Regions from separate parts of the Mus musculus genome. Here all the other regions are linked to region 2. Evidence: chromatin contacts called from public Hi-C data. All regions are on one chromosome and are shown on one strand. Each heading gives the region's core, a stretch centred on a gene start, on an enhancer-like site or on the middle of the called end of the contact. The rest is flanking DNA. Distances are from core to core; before and after follow the strand shown. Region 1 has its middle 30 kb from the start of Zfp217. Region 2 overlaps Gm34112 (a long non-coding RNA gene). Region 3 has its middle 40 kb from the start of AY702102.

Region 1 (2,700 bases), core at 138-2,637, 620 kb before region 2:
GTCAGCCTGGGCTACCAAGACTTGAGCCTTTGTCTCAAAACCTAGACAGAGCGAGAGGAATGGTGCAGAGCTTAAGAGTGTGAGACACTCTGGTAGAGGGCTTGGGTTTGATTCCCAGCACCCACGTCGCAGCTCCCAACCACTGGTGGCTTCCATTCCAGGCGACCCAATGTTCTTCTCTGGCCTTTGTGTACACTGGGCAAGCAAGCAGTGCACAGGCACATGCAGGCAAAACACATATGCATAAAATAAAAACAAGTTGGGCTGGCAAGATGGCTCAGTGGTTAAGAGCGCCGACTGCTCTTCCGAAGGTCCCAAGTTCAAATCCCAGCAACCACATGGTGGCTCACAACCATCCGTAATGAAATCTGATGCCCTCTTCTGGAGTATCTGAAGACAGCTACAGTGTACTTACATATAATAAATAAATAAATAAATAAATAAATAAATAAATAAATAAATAAATAAATCTTTAAAAAAAATAAATAAAAACAAGTTTACAAAAACCCGTCCGTTATTTTCTGTTAAGGCAGCTCTTTAAAAGAGAAAAGGAAATTACATCTTCGTTGGGGGTGAATGCCAGGGCCTGTGAGCGGGAGCCAGAGCACCCCCTGCAGGGGACAGTTCTCTCCTTAAGAACAACCAGTGCTCTTCTTCAGATGCTCTTCTCTTCAGAAGCCCGGAGTTTGGGGTTCAGCTCCAGGGCACCGGGTCCCTGTGGTCTCCTTGGGTACATGCACACATGTGCACATACCCGCATGCAGATACCTATATATAAAAATATTAAAAGCAATCCTGAAAACTGCCCCCCCCTCCCACCCCAAATATAGCAAATGTTTCCTGAACTTTTATTTGTGCCCAGCAACCTCGGATGCTTCTGTGCATTTAACACTTGTTTCTTTGACTATTATTATTGTATGTGTACATAGGGTGCCTTGCGTAGGTACATGTGGCACGGTACCCTGGAGGTCACAGGGCAAGCTTTTGAAGATGGCTCTCTATTTTCACTTTTATGTGGGCTCTGGGGAGTCTCTCTTAGTTCATCAGGCACGTGGGGCAGGCACTTCTTACTCTCCAAACAATCTGGCTGACTCCTTGCTTTCCATTTTTTATATCTGAACCTCACAGAGTATGGCGTCCTCTGCTCCTTGGTACGTATCGGGAAACTTAAGGTCCAGGGTCAAATTATGACCTCGGCAATGAAGTCAGGATACACTGAAGGGAAGTCCTCGTCAGGTTGGGTTACTTTTCGCTGGAGAATTCTGGAAGGTCAGGGTTTGGTTGTAAAGGAAGCAGATGAGGGCAACTTCCTGACTTGGTGTAGCAGAGAAGCTCTGTCCCCCGTTCCTCGTGCAGGTTACGCAGCTTTTGGCCACACGGGGGCAGCGTTTGCTAAGGAGAGCAACCGGTTGCAAGTTGGAGACAAAGGCCAGAAGAGCAACCTAGAAGAGCTGTCCCTGGGATTCTGACCAGGTTCAGGAAACGAACCAGCATCCCTCGGCTGTGGGATACAGACCGATACAGACCAGGTCTGGCCCGAGGCTATCAAATGGAAGGTTCTGATCTGTGAAGCTGTGGAGACAGAGTTCACAGCAGACTCATTTTGGGGAGACTGCCAAGGATGCCCTGAGAACTTTGTCACAGGCAGAGTATGCTTTTTGCTCTGGTGTAATTATTTCAAAGAGAATGAAAGACTTAATTTTGTATTGGGGCAGTCCTTCACAGATTTCCACAATTCGTTGACCAACGGCACTGAACAGTTTAGTGTCGTCGCAGAATGCCATATTTTGATTTTGCCAGAGGAGGGAGGTTATTAAAAAAATATAGCAACAGAATTATATTAGTGTTAACTATTACCATTCACAAAAGGGGAACAAGGCAGCCTGGAAATGCCACCAAACGTCATTAAATAGTGAAAGGCATAAAAGCAAAATACGGGAGAGGTGGTTTAGTGGAAGAAGTCACGTGGCTATTGCAGAGGACCTGAGCTCAGTTCCACTCACCCTGGGAAGCTCACAGCTGCCGGTAACTCCAGCTCCGGCGGATCTGACACCCACATTTGGCTTCCAAAAACACCTGAACTCATGTGCACATACACACATGCATGCATATAATTCAAAATAATAAAAATAAAAACTATAACTCCATTTACAAGAAGTCACATCTGACCCCAAATCTCTGAGATTCTCTCTCTCTCTCTCTCTCTCTCTCTCTCTCTCTCTCTCTCTCTCTCTCTCTCTCTCTCTCTCTCTCTCTCTTTTGGTTTTCAAGACAGGGTTTCTCTGTGTAGCCCTGGCTGTCCTGGAACTCACTCTCTAGACCCGGCTGGCCTCGAACTCAGAAATCTGCCTGCCTCTGCTTCCCAAGTGCTAGGATTAAAGGCGTGCACCACCACTGCCCAGCAAGCTCTGAGATTCTTATCTATGACCCACTAAAACGGACCTGGACTTAGCCCTGGCTCCACTTACACTACCCCCTGAGCAGCTGAGTGCCAGTCTAGCACGTGCCCTGGTTCTCAACCTTCCTAATGCACTGACTCTTGAAAATTCTCCATGTGGTGACCCCAGCCATAAAACTATTTTCATTGTTACTTCATAACTGCAATTTTGCTAGTGTTATGAATTGTAATGTGAATTTCTGATAAGCAGAATTATCTATTATGCGGCCCCTGATAAAAGATTGTTCAACAGCCCGAAAAGG
Region 2 (2,700 bases), core at 28-2,527:
AGCCTTGGCAGCTGCCTCTTCTACAGCACCCCTCATTAAGCAGGAGATGAAACATGCAAAGACACGGTACATGGACGTAGGGATCACACACAGCCTTTCTCCTCCATTTTGGAGTTCTTTCTTAGTGATAATGATGTGGATTATCTTGAAGCTGACCCACTCAATAAAATGCTTTGGGGAACTCATTGTCTATCATACCTCTAGAAATTTTTGATAGAAGATTCTGGGCCAGGGCCTGGAGGGATGGTCAAGCTATAAAGAGCATAGTCTATTCTTCTAGAGAACTGAAATGTCACCCCCAGGTCTCACATCAGGTGGTCTGCAAACACCTGTGATTCAAACAGGAAGGTCTCTGATGCCCCTGGGCCTCCACAGACATTCACTGTGTGTTGTGTGCATATATACACAGAGACATGCATACCTACACATAAATAAAAACAATAAAATAAATACATCTAAAAAAATAGCTTGCCCTATCTGTTTGTAAAGTATACAACGATAAGAGAAATAGGATCCTGGCTGTGACATTTCTGGAGGTCAACCCTGCTTGCCTTCCCATGTCAGGGGTTCTAGTCTGGTAATAGAGTCCATATACAGCACACATCAGGTTTCAGAGAAGCCCCTAGGACACCTTCGAGGGTAACCACTGTTAGCAGTAACACATACCTCTTTCAGTTCAGCAGTGTTGTCTTCGGGCTCTGGACTCCTTGGCTTCCTCACCCTCTGGCCTGTTTGCCCTGTGGAAGGTTCAAGTTCTCATCACAGATAACGAGGAAATGAGATTACGATGTTAGCTTTCTCTAGAGATAACAGCAGTCCAGGTCATAAAACTACCATATGGCAGTTTTGGCAGGCTCTGCCGAGTACCATGGACTAATTATCACATAGACAGACTCTGGTCCCCATTTGCCAGCGCCTCCGGGCCCCCTGTGGCAGGGCTTGGCAACCTGGCGGGGGTGAGAGGCTGTATTGTGTTTGGCAGGGACATGATGTGACCTTACTGTGGCCATTTCTATCATCTCTTAACATTTTGCTCGTGATTAAGCTTATCATTTCAAATAAACACAAAATGTCAGGTCTCTGGGTCTGCTTAACATAGAGAGCCAAAATAGACCTCTGTTTGATTTAAAGGGGGTCCGGGCCAAGAGAGCAATCTGATCAGTTCCCCCATCTGACTTTTATTAGAGCGATGGAAGAACGGGGGTGGGGGGGAGGGCAGCATCCTCGTTCCAATTGGATGGCTGCCACCAGCCAAACCCACTGTGCACAACCCACGACTCTTCGAAGACCTCTGGCTTAGTGACTCAGAGCAGTGGTCCTGGGTTGACCTTCCTGCTTGGTACCTGTGAGCCCTGAGTTACGTCAGTTGTGCTTTCTTTTTTCTGCATCAGGGAAGGGAAAGCATCCCTGGGACCATCCTGAAGAAATGCTCCCCGATAAGATGAGATTAAGGGCTTGTCAAAGTCCTCCTGGCCAGGTTTCCAGTCAGCACTGTCCTTCAGCAGACCTCTGGCTGTGCTCTGGTACTAGACACAGTCTATGGGAATGCCCGACCCCAGCCCCAGCAAGCATTGGCTCTTCTGGAAGGCACTGATGGGTAAAGAAATGGTCAAGGGAAGGAGATCTGTGAGGGTTCAACTGCAGAGGAGATGTGGTCATCTGGGTTTCCCACCAGAGCAGCTGGATACCTTCCCTCTCCTTCCTCCAGCCTTGCCTCTGGTTTGTGATTGCAGCATGCAGGATGGAATGAGTCAGTAGTCCACAGCCACAGATTCTAGGCAACTGTGGGGCTTAACTCAGAGCAGAAGTCAAAGTCTCCTCTTTCCTCCAAGCCCATTTATTGCTAGATTTATTTAATAAACATGAAAATGCCTGGCCTGCTTCCGGTCCACTCACCAGCTCGCCACAGAGACGCTTCTCTCCCCAGCTCGCTCTTTCTCAGTCCTCAAGCCAAATGTTCACGTTGCATTTCGAACAAGCTGCAGTCCTGGCCCTGCCTCTTCCTGAATTTTCTTATATTCCCTGACAGAGCAAGCCTCTTTCTCACTCCACTCAAATATCATTTCCTACTTAGCATTTACTTATTTATGTCCAAGGGGGTCCTTCCTCAGAAGATAAGCCAGAGACCCTGGTCACATGCCCCCAAAAGTAGAAAGCACCGAGGGCAAACAGCAGAGCCGGTGACTGCTAACTTCATCGCGCTGTAAGTTGCCCGCCCCCCCCGCTTCTGCTAGACACAAGCTCCATCAAAGTCTTGGATCTAGATTGATCAATGCAATTCCCACTAACCAGCCCAGTGTCTTACACAAAGTGGCACTCAATAAGTATTTGTTTATTGATAAATTGAGCACTTACGAGTGTCGCCAGAAGGGTCTCTCCTGAGATGATGACAGAAAGGCTCCGGGCTCACAGGTAAGGTGACAATGAAGACTCAGAATGATAAATGCTATCATGTGTCGCAGGTGCTGTAACATAGATGGGGCTGCTGCCTTTTACCATGCGTCTGTGATGTCCACGGATATCCTTCAGGGGAAGACAGATACACACTAACACCAACAAAACAAAGCCCTATTTGCAATTGATGGAAGACATAAAACATAATTTACCTAAAGCAAAAATGTTTGACTTTCTGAAATTTGGCAGAGTTATTAGGATGCTAACAAGGCTAAAGCTTGGAGGACTACTGTAGTTTATAAATTA
Region 3 (2,700 bases), core at 29-2,528, 520 kb before region 2:
CTAGGTAGTCTTGGCTGCCCTGGAACCAACTGGTTTCATAGACCAGGCTGGCCTTGAACTCACTTAGATCCACCTGACTCTGCCTCCCGAGTGCTGGGATTAAAGGTGTGTGTCACCACGCCCTGCTCCACCACCCATTTTTTGAAAAAATAAAGTTTTATTGCAGCACGGCACTGCTGGCTCATTTACTTATTGTCTATGGCTATTCCTGCTACGCTGAAGCTTAGTAGTTACCATGGAAACCATATTGGCTGGCAAAGCCGAAGATATTACCATGTGGCCCTTTATAGAAAAAGGTCACCGGCTTCTGCTGTAGCTAAAAATCTGGGGACAAGGGATGATTCTGGCAAAATTTTATCGGGACAGATATCCCAAGCAGAGGTGTGTGGAGTGTGTACCCGAGGGAGAGAGTTATAAGGTACATTGTAGCGAACGGGTGCAGGCTTTCGATTTTCTCTCTTGTTCAGAGGAACAGACTGTTGATGCCTAAGGTGCTTGCTTGGGTTTTCAGGGTGGGTGCGCACATGATGATACCCACCCCTCTCCTTTCTGCCACTGCCCGTTTTTTCCGGGGCTCTTAGAATGCATCTTGAGTCGATAACTTCCTCCTGAAACTCCCTGTGTACACAGAAAAGCTGTTCTATTATTCAAATTCTCCAAGATCAAGGACGTGAAATGAAGGCTGCCCCTGGCCCCATAAGACATCCGAACAAATCTCACGGCTTCCAAATGTGACTGTGTCACCCTGGGATTAATACCAAGTAATCCAGTTTCAGCATCAAGACAGCGAAAATAAGCATTTACTCTCCCGGAAAATCATTTTATACTGATTACAAGTTGTAGCCTGTCACTGTGACGGGAATTGAAAATGTGTACATTTGCGAGGTTAATATTTCTCTCTAAAGCTGCTTTCTCCCCCGCCCCCACCTGCTCAAAAGGGACGGAGCTCGAAGTAAACATTTGTCCAGAGACAGCCGCCTACTGACACATGGAGTCCGAGCGACCTTTTCATTTACTCGCTGGACACCGCAACAGTGAGAAACAAAGTAGCCATGGTCACTGCTGTTCACAGCTCAGGCTAGATCATTCCGTCCTGAGGGCTGGCTCTTAGCAGGAGAGAGCTTCAGCCTCGGCCCTGGCTTTATGCTTGAGATGCCAGTCGAGCCTCCTCCTTAACTGTGACAATGAATGTGCCTTGCTGGTGTCAACCCAGTCTAAGCTAAAAGTGTTTGCTGAGCATGCGCGAGACCCAAATTCAGTTCCCCAGCACCCACGTGACGGCAAATGCCTGCAATCCCAGCATGAGGAAGTTGAGACTGGAGGATGCCAAGTACACTCTGGCTAGCCAGTCTAGCTAAGTCAGTAACTTCCAGGTCTAGTAATTAAAGGTTGTCTGGGTGTGCTGACACATTCCTTTAGTCCCAGCATCCACATGGTGGCTCACCACCACCCGTAATGAGATCTGACGCCCTCTTCTGGTGCATCTGAAGACAGCTACAGTGTACTTATTTATCATAATAAATAAATCTTTGGGCCAGAGCAAGCAGGGACTGAGCACGTAGGGACCGAATGAGTGGGGCCGACCAGAGCAAGCAGAGGGCTTAAATTCAATGCCCAACAACCAGATGAAGGCTCACAACTATCTGTACAGCTAGAGTGCGTACTCATATACATAAAATAAGTAAATAAATCTTTTTAAAAAGTTTAAAAAAATTGGGACACGAAAGAGAAAAAAAAACACCCTATGTTGACCTCTGACCTCCATTATGTGCATTGCATGCATTCACCCACACATGCACACAAACACAAGCATGTATTCACACACACACACACACACACACACACACACAGTAAATAAAACACAAATAAACTTACATTTATAGATGCTGAAAGCAGTAATTAGCCAAACCAATAAAGTACAGCCAGCAGTGTAGCCACCATCCACGTCCCCGCTCCACCTACATCTCTGCTTCAACTCTCTCAGCCCAAGGTAAAGCGTGCCGCAGTGTCTTCTCCAAACACCCCGAGTGGTTGGTTTTGTTTTGTTTTGTTTTGTTTTGTTTGGCCTAGTTCACTCACTTTACAGAGAATCACCACCTCTGGGAAGCCCTCCATGGTGACGTGGAGTTAGGCTCAGTTTCCCTCGGGCCTCTCTTGGGCACACAGTAAACCCACAATTAATTAATTAATTAATTAAAAATTTTTTTTTGTTGCACTGTATTGGGGACTGAACCCAGGGCCTTATGTATGGGAAACCAGCTTCTTGTAACCTGAGCCACATCAGTCTCCAGCTTCCCTTCACACAGCCTAACTTTGTCTGTCTGTCTGTCCATTCATCTGTCCATCCATCCATTCATCCATCCATCCATCCATTTATGGTAGGGTCTCTCTATGTAGCTCTGGCTGTCCTAGAGTTAATTCACTATGTAGACCAAGCTGGCTTCAAACTCCCAGAGACCTGCTGGCGTTTCTCCCCATGTTCTGGGATTAAGGGTTGCTCCATCAGTCCTGGAATGGCTTTAAATCTAAATCTGTTATTCTTGGCATTTTCCAGAGAAGTGTTTCTGTTTGCTTTCTTGTTTGTTTTGAGACAGGGTTTCTCTGTGTAGCCTTGGCTGTCCTTGGCTGTCCATGTAGACTAGGCTGGCTTTGAACTCACGTAATATTCTGCCTCCACCTACTGAGTGCTGGGATTAAAGA

Evidence for each region. Hi-C and Micro-C count contacts between places; a contact is called where the count stands out from the background.
Region 1: a Hi-C map of the N1E-115 cell line shows a contact between it and region 2, with 5 times the contacts expected there. The contact joins two enhancer-like sites. A contact is called at or near these places in 1 of 484 Hi-C or Micro-C datasets (the N1E-115 cell line) and 1 of 115 datasets of contacts at active chromatin or transcription factors (astrocytes).
Region 3: a contact with region 2 is called in a Hi-C map of the N1E-115 cell line, with 3 times the contacts expected there. The contact joins two enhancer-like sites.

What each region holds. Positions count from the first base shown.
Region 1 is chr2:170,100,043-170,102,742 of GRCm38.p6, reverse strand. No RefSeq gene overlaps it. Among named protein-coding and RNA genes, the nearest start is that of Zfp217, 30 kb to the left of the region's middle. Within about 2 kb of position 1,387, at least 31 of the 459 cell types and tissues checked have an H3K27ac peak or open chromatin away from gene starts, as enhancers often do. A contact at or near this core is called in the N1E-115 cell line, where this site is marked.
Region 2 is chr2:169,480,443-169,483,142 of GRCm38.p6, reverse strand. The region is part of intron 1 of Gm34112 (a long non-coding RNA gene); the gene reads left to right. It overlaps Gm14249 (predicted gene 14249), which reads right to left. Exons shown (of 7, transcript NR_166520.1): 2 at 2,356-2,523; 3 at 667-737. Among named protein-coding and RNA genes, the nearest start is that of Gm34112, 13 kb to the left of the region's middle. Within about 2 kb of position 1,277, at least 18 of the 459 cell types and tissues checked have an H3K27ac peak or open chromatin away from gene starts, as enhancers often do. A contact at or near this core is called in the N1E-115 cell line, where this site is marked.
Region 3 is chr2:170,001,384-170,004,083 of GRCm38.p6, reverse strand. It overlaps a transcript of Tshz2 not described here. Among named protein-coding and RNA genes, the nearest start is that of AY702102, 40 kb to the right of the region's middle. Within about 2 kb of position 1,278, at least 44 of the 459 cell types and tissues checked have an H3K27ac peak or open chromatin away from gene starts, as enhancers often do. A contact at or near this core is called in the N1E-115 cell line, where this site is marked.